Linked DNA regions of Mus musculus: region 1 is linked to region 2. A link is a contact called in public Hi-C data. All regions are on one chromosome and are shown on one strand. The core of a region is the stretch at or near the end of the contact, and the rest is flanking DNA. Distances in the headings are between cores, read along the strand shown.

Region 1 (2,979 bases), core at 32-2,531, 220 kb after region 2:
TGATTTTAAATTTCATTCCTGCTAAATTAATTAAGAAACCTCCCTATTTGGGGGCACTTTCGTTCTCTCCCCATCAAAGATCTCACACAAAGCGTTGCAAGAATTATTGTCTACTATCCCCTGTGTTTTACCCATACTGGCTGTACTAAGACTTCCACTGTTAAACCATGTCAGCTCTTAAAATCAGGGGCTCAGCTACTTCTAAGACAAGAGCCATCTTGGTCACAGCTGGACACTGAAGTAGTTTCCTGTTCTAGATATTTTCTGTCAGCTCCTCTGAACAGGCTCCTCACTCTTTTGTTCTTCCCTGTCTGTACCCAGGAGCCCTGAAAAAATAAATGCTAAGTATTAGTAACATGGAGAAAAAATGGACATTAATCTGTGAGACTCTAAATTATTTAAAGGATCGTTCTAGAAACCTCAGGTGCAAGGCTGCTGGGTGAAAGGAAAGCACATTCAGAAAAGGTGAGACACAGGAGTGAGATCACCGTCGTAGAGTACAGCCTGCCTGGTACCGTGGCATGCTAGCGTGTCTGCATTCTCCTGGAGTAGTGTCATATCCCTAGCATTTGCCTGTAGCATTTGCCTGCAAACAGCATTGGCATGACTGTTCCTTAACAGCTAAGTAAGCGACACACTGGATTCCAGCAGTTTAAGATTGCTGCCTGTGGTCCTTGTGACTTTTAAAGAGTTCCTAACAGGACAAATGCATAAGCCTGGCTCTCAGGACGTAACACGTATTAAGACCTCACTTGCAGTTCTATTTCTCAGATTCGTGGATATGATTAAAATTAAAATGGAATAAAACTTTTAAACGACAGTTAAATAAAATCCAAATTGATTGTGGAATAAAGGGCAAATTGTAACTCGTAGTCATGTGGCTCCAAGTTCTATGTTTTAAAATTCCTCGAGAACTGGCACAAAGTTCTCCTATAATAATTTCTGCCTCTTAAATGACAGGTGCCCCATCTTTTATTGTAGCGTTGAAATTCCCATCAAGTGAGAAAGGCACAATGTAGAATTTATGAGGACTTGCCTCCTGACTTGAGCCACGGAAACACTACCACAGCGTCTACCCTCAGCCTTTTCCTGTGTCCCTCTCCCCTGTTGTCCTCTGGCCTCCTGGGTCTTTATTTTTTTCTTCCTATTCATGTCACCTAAGGCATCCCTCCAGCACATGGCTCTTGTTTCTACTTCTGACTACATCTAAATGCCATCTGTAAAGTTAGAGATTCTTACGGAGCTTGTGTTTAAACCTCACGAGTGTCAGCACATTGTTTCAAACTGCAACCTAATTATTAAATGTAAGTTTGAAGACTGGTGATGATTCATATTTCCCAGCATCCATACTTTGCAGTTTGTTTTTCTTGGCAAGAGTTTGTTTCAAGTATCCATGAATGAAGAGAAAGGTTTCTTGTGTTTTGATTTCTAGAAAGAAGTAATGAGTCTTTTCCTGCCATCTTTTAAGATATTATTTTACCTTTTATAGATAGCAGGGTTTAAATCTGTTCATTAATATTATAGGCCAGTTATTTCTTAATCTGTAGACTTTTCCTTAGGGGACCCTCCTTAATTATCTATGACTGTTAAAGCCCACCCCCTAAAAACGTCCATTTTATGGTCACTGAATTTCAGTTAGAAAAGATTTTCACCTGAAAGTCGTTATTTATATTATGAAAATTGGTGGGTTTATGTATCATTGCTTAAAATGGTTTGTGTTTATGTTTTCTCATGTGTCGTTGAAGAATTTTCACTCTTCCCTCCACATGGACCCTACAGTGCACGTGTACCCTCAGTCACACCTCTAGGCTTAGTCCAGTTCAGCCTCTTCCTGTGTCGTTTCCCTTTAAGTTAAAAATTCGATACCCCTACTTTTACTTTTCTTCTTTATTTTCTTTGTCTCATTTTATTTAATCGAAGGAACCCGTAAGACTGTCATATAACTAGAAATAAATGGTATCTTATATGTTTGTCCATTACTAAAATTCATAAAGAGGTGGAAAATGATGACTGCTACCTTCCTTTATTCTTACCACAGATACTGCAAGAAAATAAAAAATAAAGCACCCAGTCATCATAGCCAAGAGAGTCTACATAACACTGTCCGTGCCTGTGGAGCATCACATGAGGGCTAACACTGTCCCGGTGATAGCATAGCGGGGGCACTCATCAAACGTCGTCCAACATCCACTGAATAGTATGAGTGTGATGTATTTGACTTTGAGGATATTACTGGGAGTTCATATTTCATTCCACAACCGTTCAGAAAGTTTTCTTTGGTAACACTCAGTGATTTGGAATGCTTTTGAAAATCTGAGATAGAACAGACCTTGAGGCTTAGTGTTCGCTACCTGAACTATCATTTTCTAGACTAGTGTCTCACTGGTTAGCTGCACTACCAGCCTTGGCTTATCATGTTTACTTCAATAATACCTTTGTTTTGTTGTGCTTTCTTTTTTTTGACCTTACCATCTTTTTAAAATAAATGTAGATCACTATCCTCTGCCAGCAGTGGGAATGTCAAGGCCACCACTGTGAAAGAGAATGTACTGGTAACTCAGTCTCCACAGCAGTGCTCAGAAGGGGCCTCCGTCTGTAAACTCTTTCCTGTGGAAGCAAGTGGAACTGAGTTCAGATTCCTATTTACAAAGCCGAGCAAATCAGCAAGTTCTTATCATGCTGGTACTGGGGAGGGAGAGTAGGAGGATCCCGGAGCTGGCTGGCCAGCTAGTATAACTGAATCTGAGGGTCCCGGCCACTGAAAGACAGGCATAAGGTGTGGGGCAAAAGGAAAAGAAATGCAGTGTTGCCCTCTGGGCTCCACACATGCACATACACACACACAATTAAAATGGCTTTACAAAGCCGTTGTGTCCTAGTCACTCTTCTATTGCTCTGAAGAGACACAATGACCAAGGCAAATTAAATGAGAAAGCATTTAAATAGGGGCTCGCTTACTTTGTGTCAGTATGGCGGCAG
Region 2 (2,700 bases), core at 77-2,576:
CCCTTCGAAGTGTGGTGGGAATGTGTGCTTGTAGTTAGAAACCTAAGGACCCGTGACGACTTTCCCCTGGAAGGAGCAGTCCTGTCCGTAGCTGTCTGCCCCCACAGAGCAGCCACTCATGAGCAATTCTGTCCTGAGTACTCACGGCCGTCTTGTCTATGAAATGAGGTGTTACTTCTTGCTATTCCTGCCTTTCCATGGTCTGTGGTTAAATGAGCCTGGCTCACACCACTCTCTTATCTCCCCTTTCCCTTATACTTTCCCTAGCTTTAATCACTATTTTTGTTCCTAAATTCATTACTGTTTGATTTCAAGTAGTACAAAGAAACACATTTCATGCTTTATTAGTTGTGTTCCTTGCCTTGTGTTTCTCATTTTCTATTAATTTTAGTATCATCAAGCTCTATAATGCTAAGAGCTCTTTTTACATGAAGCATTTTTTGCAATTGAATAAAACTTAGTTCATAGTACAAAAGGTTTACAATGCATTTTTTCAGCTATCCTGAAGTCTAGAACCTTAGTAATGGTTTTTTTTTGCATCTCTTACTCCTTTGTTCGCTTTAACCAGACTTCATTTGTTTATAGCTAACTTTAAAACTCTTCTTTGGTCTGTTTTTGTGAATATTTTGCTTATTCATTATTTTTCTTATTTATTCATACTTTTCTTTCTTTCCTTCTTTCTTTTCTTTAAAGATTTATTTATTTATTATATGTAGGTACACTGTAGCTGTTTTCAGACACACCAGAAGAGGGCATCTGATCTCATTACACATGGTTGTGAGCCACTGTGTGGTTGCTGGGATTTGAACTCAGGACCTCCGGAAGATCTGTCAGTGCTTTTAACCACTGAGCCATCTCTCCAGCCCCTTATTCATACTTTTTAGTTAGTCCCAGCATCAGAGGTAGAGGTGGGAGGATCTAGAAGGCAGGGTCACCCTTGGCTCACTACAGATGTCAAGGCTAGACTGGGCTGCTCAAGATCCTGTTTCAGCCTTTCTCTATATTGCCTTCACCGTAGCTTCGTATTTCACTTGGGTTTGGAATTTGAGGTTGAAATAGTTTCCTCAGCAATCTGAAGGCTGTCTTATTTTGGCAACTGGTGCTGCTTGTGGGAAATGGGGTGCCATGATTTCTATTCTTTCGTGGAGAATTATTTTTGTTTGAACTCTTAAAATCTCCTCTTTTTGCCCACTATTCTGTAATTTCTTTTAAATTAATTTTTTTATATGTATGAATATTTTTCCTCCGTGTATGGCTGTGTTACCACATGCATGCCTAGTGAGTCACATCCCTTGGAACTGCAGTTACAGCTGGTTCTGAGCTGCCACCTGGGTCCTGTGAGACAAACCTGGGTCCTCTGGAAGCATAGCCAGTGCTTGTAACCTCTGCATCATCTCTCCAGCCTAAAGCATTATGTATTTCTTAACGTGACATTTTTTTTCCCACCATGAATTTCTTTTCATTGGGCTGAGCATGTAATGACAGATTTAAAATGTCCTTTCTGACATTTTTTGTTATACAGTCTTTGGTAATTTCTTTCTATCATGTTCTCTAGAGCTATGAATTACTTTATAGTTTCCTGGCACTTAGAGGTTTTCTGATTTTTCCAGTATAAAAAATACATTTATAATTTTTAATGTATTTTTTACACAATTTTGCCACCTTTTCAATAACATATAACTCAATGACCTAGAATTTAAAATTTTAGTTGTAAGCTGTGTTGTAAAAGTTGTATTCACTACTTGTTATAGATAGCTATAGTAATTGTGTGTGTGTGCATACATGTATACACGCACACTTGCACTGACTCATGCTTGCCCACATATGTACATCTGGAGGCCAGAAATTCATATTTTTAGAGCTTTGTTTTTATTGTTTTTTAATTATGTGTACCTATGGGTATGCCCACTTGAGTGCAGTGGCTTTGGAGGACACTGGTGTCTGACTTGGAGCTTGAGTTACAAACTGTTCAGCCTCACTTGATGAGGGTGCTCACAACTGATGTGGCATCTTTGCTAGAAGAGCAGCAAGCGCTCATAATGCCTGGAATATCTTTCTAGCCCCCAGAGGTTGATATTGTAAAGTTTCATTTAGTGTAGGAGTGCCGAGACTACAGACATCTATGGCATCCAGCTTTTCATGGACTTCCAGGGATGGATCTCAGGTCAGGTCATCAGACTCCTCTGTCACTCAGCCACCTTTCTGGCCCTCCACATTGCATCTTCAAACAGCCTCCCTCACAGAAACAGAGCTCACTGTTTTATGTAGATTGACTGGCCTGCAAGCATGTAGAATCCAACTGCCTCCTTACCGCAGCAGTACCAGACACCTGTGGTTTCTGAGAGCTCACTAGAGCTCACTGATTTAGGTAACCGACGTCTCCTGTCTCCCCCTCACAGGCCTGGGGATCTGAATTCAGGTCGTTGTGCTTACACAGCACCCACTTTACCAGCTGAGCCATCTCCTGATCCTCTGAGCACCAGACCTTTTTTTAAAAGATTGATCTATTTTCCCTTGGAGTATTTTTCACTGAGTATATGTACGTGTACTGCCTGTGTTTAGTCCCCTGCACCCAAGTCAGGCACCTCAAAACTGTCTGTAACTCTTGCACCTGGGACTTCACGCCCTCTTCTGACCTCCAAGAGACCCATGATGACAGACATGCACATAGAAAAATAAAATAAATAAATCTAAACAAAA

The links. A called contact is a pair of places that touch in the nucleus more often than the background predicts.
Region 1: a Hi-C map of embryonic fibroblasts shows a contact between it and region 2, with 9 times the contacts expected there. The contact joins two enhancer-like sites. A contact is called at or near these places in 1 of 15 datasets of contacts at CTCF or cohesin (pro-B cells), 6 of 484 Hi-C or Micro-C datasets (the HL-1 cell line, the N1E-115 cell line, Th1 cells and 3 more) and 3 of 9 other capture datasets (adipose tissue, liver and pancreatic islet).

Annotation. Positions count from the first base shown.
Region 1 is chr14:21,350,525-21,353,503 of GRCm38.p6, forward strand. All of the region lies in intron 7 of Adk (adenosine kinase), which reads left to right. Among named protein-coding and RNA genes, the nearest start is that of Gm52152, 67 kb to the right of the region's middle. Within about 2 kb of position 1,282, at least 29 of the 459 cell types and tissues checked have an H3K27ac peak or open chromatin away from gene starts, as enhancers often do. A contact at or near this core is called in embryonic fibroblasts, where this site is marked.
Region 2 is chr14:21,134,180-21,136,879 of GRCm38.p6, forward strand. All of the region lies in intron 3 of Adk (adenosine kinase), which reads left to right. Among named protein-coding and RNA genes, the nearest start is that of Adk, 83 kb to the left of the region's middle. Within about 2 kb of position 1,327, at least 8 of the 459 cell types and tissues checked have an H3K27ac peak or open chromatin away from gene starts, as enhancers often do. A contact at or near this core is called in embryonic fibroblasts, where this site is marked.